2 separate regions of the Hordeum vulgare genome follow, and region 2 is linked to region 1. A link is a contact called in public Hi-C data. All regions are on one chromosome and are shown on one strand. The core of a region is the stretch at or near the end of the contact, and the rest is flanking DNA. Distances in the headings are between cores, read along the strand shown.

The links. A called contact is a pair of places that touch in the nucleus more often than the background predicts.
Region 2: a contact with region 1 is called in a Hi-C map of leaf, with 5 times the contacts expected there. The contact joins the promoter of LOC123444004 here to the promoter of LOC123444003 in region 1. A contact is called at or near these places in 3 of 6 Hi-C or Micro-C datasets (leaf and seedling).

The regions. Positions count from the first base shown.
Region 1 is chr3H:405,955,193-405,960,039 of MorexV3_pseudomolecules_assembly, reverse strand. LOC123444003 (probable protein phosphatase 2C 8) reads right to left here and starts at 2,101. Exons shown (of 3, transcript XM_045120598.1): 1 at 834-2,101. The coding sequence starts at 1,589.
Region 2 is chr3H:406,463,942-406,468,788 of MorexV3_pseudomolecules_assembly, reverse strand. It overlaps LOC123444004 (myosin-2 heavy chain-like), which reads left to right and starts at 2,904. Exons shown (of 4, transcript XM_045120599.1): 1 at 2,904-3,111; 2 at 3,253-3,323; 3 at 4,486-4,607. The coding sequence starts at 4,553.

The DNA.
Region 1 (4,847 bases), core at 852-3,351:
AACGACCTAAACCATTACTTGCTCCGTTCCAAAATAAGTGTCCGAAGCTTAATACAACTTTGTACTAAAGCTAGTATAAAGTTAAGACACTTATTTTGGGACGGAGGGAGTATAATTTAATTTCCATTCAGGAGTTACTTACCGCACAGTTCTCTCACGCATTTGTTGCTGTGTATACTCCCAACTGAACCATACGGACGTATGGCACAGCATCAAAAGAACAGCCGCCAAACCGACTTTGCGCCAACTAAACTCTGTTCTATCAATGCACATTTTGCAACGAGGCAGAGAAAGTGCCTTATATTAGCCCAAGGGAGAAACCCATAAACGTACGCCTTTCAGTTTTCTAGTGATTATAGTTGTTGCTAGGAGGTCCACAGACCTGAATGTAATTTTTACTTTTGATATTCTTTATACTTACCTTGATAGTTGATGAATAGATGAGAAATTTTCTTAAAAGTTGATGAGTAGATCGGAAGTTTTCTGGAAAAGAAAAAGACCTGGGGTCTGAGAGTTCCGGCGAACTCAATAGGGGGTGACGCAGTACAACCACACGGCCCGCCCCGACCCAACTCCACGACCGCCACGAGCAGACTAATAAACCACCTTCTAATTTGGACTCCAACCCATCATCGCCCATGGAACACACGAAACGTCCCAGTAGTCGACACGCCCGCGCGCAAAGCAGGGGCTGGCGCGGCGCGCGCGACACCTGTAACCCGAGGCCGGAACGGAAGCAGATCTCGCGGAAAAAACGGCGTGAGCCGGCGATTAACCTGACCATGTTAGTTTGGACGGACGGGTGCGTTGCGTTGCGTGGTGGCGTCGTGTACCTTGTGGTCGGAGGAGAGCGGCACGGGGACGCCGCCGCGGGAGAGCACGGCGCGGGAGTCGCCGCAGTTCGCGACGACGATGCGGCGCGGGCCCACCACGGCCACTACGGCGGTGGAGCCCACCGTCTGCTCGCCGGTGTCGGTCCCGTCGTCGACGCCGACCTCGCCGTCCACCCGGGCGAAGCAGGCCGTCATGGCCTCCTTCCACCGCGCGCCGTCTGCCTCGTTGTCCACGGCCCGACCCTGCCCTCCGCCCTCAGGCCGCGGACGACGAAGCCGCACCTCCTCTGCGAGCACCAGGTGCATCCGCGACCGGCACGCCTCCGCCACGCGGGACCCGCCGTGCCCGTCGTACACAGCGAAGAAGCCCTCTTCCCCTGCCCCGTGCTCCACGTCGCCGCTCCCCTCCACCGCCGCCGTATCGGCCAGGAACGGCGCGGCGACGGCCACCGCGTCCTCCATCTCCCGCCGGCGCCCGATCACGGACACCGCCCCGTGCGACACGCACGCCGAGCACCTAGACGCCGCCAAGGGGGGCTCCGGCGCCACCTTCGCGGAGTCAGACGAGTCCGAGGAGCTGTCCGGCGCCGGCCGCACCCGCTTCGCGCCCTCGTCCTCTGCAGCCGCAGACGCAGTACGTCCCAGCCGCCGGACCTCGAGCCGGCGTCGTCGCGCTGTGCGGGCCACGGTCATCAACTTCCTGTCGGCGGCGAGGAGCTCCCGTGCATGATCTCGCTTGCTCGTCTCGCTGCTCATTTCCCTCGCCGGAGAGAACAAAAAGAAACTGGGGGCCAGGGACGGCGAGCCGCCTCTAATACGCGCGGCCACGGGGGGAAAGAGGTTAGACAACGCTCCGTGGCCGTCCGATTGCCCGTAGATGGACTGGATACGTGACAGCGAGGGCGGGAGCCGTATCCGGACGTGGATCTCGCGGGCCTGGACGTGGACGGCGGGGATGAGCCGGCGGCCGGCGCGTGGCGAGCGCGATGAGCGGCTCCGAGTCTCGGGGCACGCGGAAGGGCGTGGTGCGCGCGGCTCATGTGGACCGTGGAGAGAGGCATAGGCTTCTGACGGCGGGGCCAGGCATTCTAGTCGCTCGCGGTGGTTGTGGAGAGGGTGCAGGGAACGATCTAACTCTTGGCCCTTTTAGGTAACGCGTGGGACCTGAATAGAAAGGACGAGGGGTTACGTGGAGGGAAGAGGAAAGACGCCTGTGGGGCATGTAGTGCAATTTTGACTGATAGGGCAGAATTGGTAGATGCACACGAGCTGTCACCAAGGTTCAGTTTTCAGTTCCCGTGGGGCATTGAGATTTTCGGTTCCCGTGGAGTGAACGAAATTTTCCAATGAATTTTAAATTTGGATAAAATTCATCAAAATTTCAGTTTTCAGTTGAATTCACATTTTTGGGATATTTTGCTTGGTAAGGTGATTTCTGGTGGGGCAATAAAATCTGCGATTAACGTCGCGTAAGCAAATTTCTCAAGCGGTAACCAAAGCCAGGTTGTCATTGCTCACTGAAGGTCTCTTTGATTCAAATGATAATTTGCAATGGAATTTTTGAAAATTCTGATTGTTAGAAAAAAAAATTCCTACACACCATGCTGGACTCGTAGAAATGTAATCCAAGATCCATTTGAACTATATTCTAGATACATTTTCATCCAATTCAATCTTATGTCAAGATTTATATGGCTTTTTATGTGCTCAATCAAACATTAGTGCAATCATGTATACGACTATGGCATGACACCCCTGTCTATGTATTTTTTTTCTATTACCGTGTTTTGGAAATCCCACGAATCAAAGAAGACCTCGGTAACTTTCGATGGGCATTCGCAACGCATTGTCTTCAAAATTGGTACTCCTTTCATACGGTTTGTAATGCATTGTCTTTAAATTTGGTAATCCCTTTGCTCGGTTCTATTAGTCCCCTGGTATTTGAGTCAATTTTTATCATAAGCTTGGTTATTAAAATGTAAATTATGTGTAGTAAAAAATTCAAAAACAAATACAATAATAATTTTAATATTGCTAGCCAACCCATGGTTAAATTTTGTGCAAAATACAAGATGGATTGATAAAATCGAACTTAGAAACTAATAATAGCACTAGTAATAAATTTGCAATGGGTATCAAACATTCTAGTACTAGTAGCCATTTATAAACTCGCACACACGAAGTATGTGGCATTAGTGATAAGTTAAAATCACTTTTTTCGCAAAAATTACATCCACACCATCTAACATGGGACTATGAACAAAAAAGGGAATCGAAGATGTGCGTTCGATCATCGCCCTTCCTTAAAAGGAGCTACCCAAACCTTATTACCGTAGGTAGTTAAAAAATCATCGTCTTGAGGGCAACGGCAACTCGTAAATTTCTTCCCGCATCCGTCCGCGGATAGATAAGGACTATTCCGAGAACACAAATACGGGATGACGCCATTCAACCATGGTCGCATATATTTTGACAACAGCTCAAACCAACCAGACAAAATTCATGCAAATGCACGCGAATTTCATACAAAGACGACGAATTTCGTTACATTTTTAACATTTTTAACTAAAGAAGTAAAAATATGTGCGATCTCCACTTTCACGATCCCTATACTAGTCTACGGTCGGCCACGGCAGATTTCTTTTGTCTTCCACATGTCCGGTAGCCCGCTCACTGGACTGTCAGGAGCCCGGAGGCATATGCTTCAGCGTAAAGGACGCCTCACTTCCCCACCCCCCGTTGGAGCAAAAAAACGGGGCAGCCTTTAGCGGGAGGGGAAGCGAGCACCTCCGCCTCTGTGCAATTCATGCGGGATCGACAAAGGTCTTCACAAGAGAAGAATCACGCAAGACCCTGATTGTGTACATCAGCATCGCTCCGGCTGTGGCCTTCATGGGATCAAAGCGGCATCAACCTCCCGTGTTCTACTTTTCCTCGATGATGGCGGCGTACGCGGAGGCGCTGGCCACTGGCTCGTCGCTCTCCACGTACCTGGCTTCTGCCTTTGCCTACATGGCGTGACCACGGGCAGGGGGCGGTCGCGGGCACAAAAGGCGCGGTCGTAGACACAGGTGGGGTGGTCCCCGTTGTTCTCTCGCCCGTGCTGGCGTGAAGCAACTCGTCACTCCTCATCGAGCTGGCCTGAAGCAGTGAGTTGTTGAACCACGTGCTAGCTTGGGACGGCAACTGGCTCCGCCGGGCTAGGCGAGGGAGGCGGAGTCGCGAGCTGCCTCGCTCGTGCTCGTATCCGATGGGCTCGGCGGGCCACACAACTGACTTGTATGCTAGAGAATTGCTCTCCGGAAACCATCGAAAAAGTGGAAAAAATGATGAAGAGGAGATGGGGGAGTGGCGGAGGGGTGATTCTTCGTCGATGTGTGGCCTCGTTTAAATAAAGGACAGACGGAGGAGCTCGGCCAGCGTTGTGTTTAATGTCGGTCCGCTAAGGAATGGACATGTGACTAGAATAGGTTTCTCGGCTTCCACGCGGGATTAGTGAAAGTGTTTGAATGCGGTGAGGAGGCGTGTTTAGCCGGGCGTGCAGCGGACGACGTTCTGGGCTGGCGGGCTGCTTTAATGGCGGAGGCAATGAGAGGTCGTGCCCGTCCTGAACCACCTTAACGCACTCTACAACGACATGAATACGGACAACTCACACCAGATGAAAAACGTGCGTGGAAGGAGGAGGGGGTTTTGATGGACCAGGACGGTCAGAATCGGGCAAAATAACGGTTCGAACTCTCGTACACCTTGTCACGTTTGTCTTCGGTTTATAAGAAAATCACATACAAACTGTGCCGCAAACCGTTACAGGACCGCGTTGAATAACTTTTAAAATCCGAACGGTTGCTAAAGGTATGCATGTTGGCCTTGAAGATGCCCTAAGGCCCTAAACGACCAATATACTAGAACAACAACAATATGCATTATAATTTTATTAATCAAATTCACAATTATTTCCATTATGACTATAATAACTTATGTTAATTCATCGGCACACACACGTTTATCTTT
Region 2 (4,847 bases), core at 1,655-4,154, 510 kb before region 1:
TCGTCTAGGTTTTGAATATTTCTTATGTTTCCGGACAGGCCCAATCTTCCTCGACGAGGATGGGATTGTGGTGGCGGACACGACGTTGCTGGATGACGCTGAGAGTATAGTGGGTGGGTGCAAGTAGATCCCTCTGTGCACATGCAGCGGGTCTGCAGACAGGGAAAGCAAGGCAAAGAATGCAGTGCTCGCGGCAGCTGGGCGAGAAGGGGGGTAGCTTCACGGGATGTGTGAATCAAACATACGGGACTCAATGAGGCATAGTGCCCTAGCTTTTGTTTGGTTGTGTTAGTACATTCAGATTGCATGGCAAACATTATGTGATGTGAACACTAGGGAGATGTTTGAGCAACTCCACAAAACATTATGTGATGTGAACACTAGGGAGATGTTTGAGCAACTCCGCAACCTGATATACCACGCCCTGGCCAGTCACATACAGAAACCTGCACATCCAGATACATCATTTATATCTCTGATTTACTACTCCCTCTGTACCGAAATATTTGTAGTTTTAGTAGGCTAGGTTAGCCTACTAAAACTACGAATATTTTGGTACAAAGGGAGTATTCCTCTCTCGCATACACAGACATGTATCTTCACATATATGAATATTGATTCCCTTCCTAATCCTTAGTTTTGGGCCCTGTTCACTGCATATACATATATACTACCATCTTATAGAAATATGTTGTTTAAATATGAAGAGGTGGATAAGTTTCTGCCTTTAGCTACTTAATATCCAGATCCGGCTTGCTTCTCGGCCATGACCTACATTTAGAGAAGACATGATCATATGTAAGAGATTTAAGGTCAATTATCTCCACCTGTTATAATGCTCCTCATCTTAATTCAGTCATTATTATATATATGGACCATGGTTCATGATTGTACTTTTGATACGTGTTTGCAAAGTTTGTCAGTATTATTATGCAAATACAACCCGTCATGGCTCTGCGTTGATGTGTTCTTTCATATGCCAATTTTTTTTGCTTTGAAACAATGTTGATTGGCTGAAAGAATGGTTCCGCGTGGATCACACGCTTAGACCTACTATATTAAATTTTATTAGCTAACCCATCGAGAACAATGTTAATAGTTTACGTCTTGCTACATGATGAAGCTATGTACTGAAGATGTTTTTTTTTTCTTGATTGGAAATATTATACCTCAAATTTAATTCAATTGTGGACACAACGACAACTTTATGCCCTGAATAACAAGTTATTATGTGAGTGTAGGAATTAGGAATGTTGACAACATGTGGAGCGGCGCAACAAATGATGTTGTGGGGGTATCGAAGCAAGGGTAGTCAGACAAATCCAAAGGCATGCACGTCCCGATGTACAGCTACATGCTACTTCTATAGCCGCGCCCATGAGGATGGGGCACACTTATTCTTCAAATGCAAGGTGGTGAAAGAAATCCGGAGGGAGCTAGCCCTTGAGAAAGAACAGATGGATTTTGAGCAAACACACCAGTACATGCAATGCTAGACTACCTCTGGAGTCTGAATGAGAGTAAATGGTTGCACATTCTAACCTTTTGGCGGCTGTGGTGGAGCAGTCGTAACAAGCTAAGGGAGGGCAAATTGCGAATCTCGACGATGAAGCTAGCGAGATGCACACGCTGCTGTGTACTATAGTACAATCAAATCTACAATTCAGCGCTAGCAAAGAAGTACATGGAGAAGTGGCGACCGCCAAATAATGATATGATCAAAATCAACGTGGATGGTCCTTTGTGCCTCATGACATGCATGCGGGCTGGGGCGTTGTGGCAAGAGCTTCCTATGGAAACATCATCTGAGCACGAGTTTGACGATAGGAGAATGTTCAAGATGCCTTTGCTACAGAGGTCCATGCCATAGCACAAGCTGTGCCTTTTGCAGCCGACATGGGAATGATCCAGTGGTATTTGAGACTGATTCACAACTCTTATGTGATGCTCTAGACATATGGAAGACAGACTCATCTACTTACTCGGCTGTCATTGAGGACATCAAGCTTCAGCTAAAGCTTTGGTTCTTCAAGCATGTTATTTCATTTTGTAGACGTAGTACGAATAATGTTGCTCATGAACTCGCTACTCTTGGGGATGTGTGTGAACCTTCTCATTGTGTAATGTGGGAGTCGGATGTACCAGCCAATGTGGCTGCGTGTGCGACGGGCAATTTGCCTAAGCACCGTTAATTTATAAAGCTTTGCTTCTCCTAAAAAAATGTACAACTTGAGAGGGGTTCGATTGTGAACTGCGATCACCCTATTTGAATAAGGAAAATGTTGGTTCATGTAACAATCAACTCGTCTTTATGACTCGAGAATTAGGAATTTTACACACTTCGCATCAAATTTCAAATTCCCAAAAGTGTTATTCTATATTATGATAGAAATATTTATGTTTTATAATACAACATGATTTTAGTCAAGACGTGCAAATGCACGTACAAGTTTACTAGTTAACAGACCAAACGTAACACCCCGTTCTCGCACGAACTAATCGTAAACCTAACGCCCCGTTCTCGTTCTCGTACCGGCTAACTGTTGGATCTACCGGAGCTCAGCCACAAAAGATTCGTCGTGGAGGAGACAAGATGGCTCACAAGCCAACAAGAACAAAGGCAGGGCACCACCTGCGGCACAGTAGTAGCAGGAGGGCCGTCCGTCCTCGTCATCCCCCACCGGCCACCACGAATTCCTCACCTTCGTTTTTGTTTGCTTCCGCGGCTTTGGATTGGCTGGCTCCCAGTCCCACGCCCCCGCCAGCTCAGACAGACCGCGCTGCCTCGTGGCTCGTGGGCCTCTGCCGCCATGTGGCCGCAAAGGTGCGTTCGAATTGGCGGGAGCGGCGTTCGGGTTCGGTGGCGATCCCGTAATAAGGCGCAGACCCGGAGGGCCTTCAGCTCCAGCCAGACGCCCAAGGGCCGAGGCAGCTCAAAGAGAACGAATCGATCGCTGTTCACTCGCTCCCTGCGAGGCCGCCTGCAGTACGTTTCTAACTCTGCCCACACATCGGCTGCCCCCAGTGGAGAGAGAGAGAGAGAGAGAGAGCCTGTGGCCGCGGCTTGCTTCTGTGGCGATCGAGCAACCGCTTCAGTCTTCACCCCTTCCGGTAACTCCTTTTGTTCCGTTTCTCTTCCGCTCGGTTTCCAGCTCTCCTTCTTCAGTTTGCTCCCCCTGTTCCGATCTGCGTGGCTGCAGTCCATGCGCGGTACCTGACCATGCTTGCTCTTTGGTTATTGTTTTCTCTCAGATCTTAGCAGTTCGAGTTCAACAAGAGGCGGGAGATACAGAGTAAAGGATGCAGCTGTAGTTTCCCGTTCGGTACGTTTCTTGATCTGTTCACTCTCTATTGTACAGTCTATCTAGATGCGGGTCGGCTGCTCTTGTTACCGGACTAGTAGCGGAGAAGTTTCCGCACGAGTTGAATCGGAAAAATGGTTGTATACGACTTTGGGTATTGTTGGAGGAGGGCCATCTATGATGTAGATAAACCTGGGAATAGTTCGACAGCCAAACTGAACCCAGCCCAGACTGTTCTTTATTTGACGACAACAGCAGGAGCTCTGCTTATATGCTTTATTACAAGGGGAGGGGAGAGGTACAACAATCAGGAGGAACATCACCAGAGCACACAGAGAAGAGAAAAATAACTGAAAAAGGAGCCACAGAAACAAGCAGCAGTGCTCAGATCAGTAAACCTCTAGCGTCACGCCTCCAGCAACAGAACCGAACCAAACCAAAACAAAACAAAACAAATAAGCTGGCATCCAGACTAAACCAAATTGCATGCCTTTTCCACCCAACCCAATCCAAGCTGTTTCTCACTTATGGACTAAACCATATATTCCTTTTTTCCTGATATAAACTAAAACCATAGACTCGTTTAGACTCTTCATCTAGGCAATGTTAGCGGTGCATGTGGCATAGCCTAGTAAGCAGGTTGTATGAGATGGACATGACCTCTTGCTTACTTTAGTTTTACTTGCGCCATGACCCTTTTTTCTTGTTTTTTGTTCCGCTATCTCATTGATAGTGGAACCCGATCCTTTCAGGATCCTATGGACTAAACCCATAGATTCAAACCATGGACAAAGCAATAAGCAAGTAGCACAGTAGTTTAGGAAAATGATAAGTAGCTAGCCGAGTAGTCGCTGGCTGCTATATACATCATGTATGTGTTCTTGGATTGGATGTGTCAGCTGGCATCGAGATGCTATACTGACAGGCATATCCATATCTTAGCGCACACTGTCGAATGTGGGGATCCTCTACGTCCGGTCTGAGGCTCACTGACTGGTCCTCCTGGATGAAGATGGGGTAATCATCGACGCGCGATGCCTCGGGCAGGGGGAGATCGTTCGCAAGTGATCGGGGTTGGAGCTCTTTAAAATCTTGATTAGTTACACATATTAAATGGTCCCTCTTGTGACAATTGTACTACCGGATGAGTTGTGAATTAATTGCTTTTTTCGTTCTTGCACAGTTCATCCTCGAGTCATCTGCCGTCCAGGAGAGAAGGTTGTGGATATAGTGACCTTCAGCAGTCCAGCATGACGAAGAAACACAAAAATAGAAAGTCCAAACATTTCTTGGAGAACAAAAAGGGTATTCTCTTGACTAATATGCAACTCATATCAATTATCATGCACTTTTTTGTGTTCTAGACTGTAGAGGAACCACCAATCGCATTTTCTCCATTCATCCAATTATTTTCCATAAATAGAGTAGCCTGTTGAGTGTTGATATAGTACTGATTTAGTTTATATTTTGCCTGGTTATCCGAGCACTTTCGAGTTCTAGAAAACATTACTCTTGCTTCTACCATTTATTATTTGAATAAAGTTT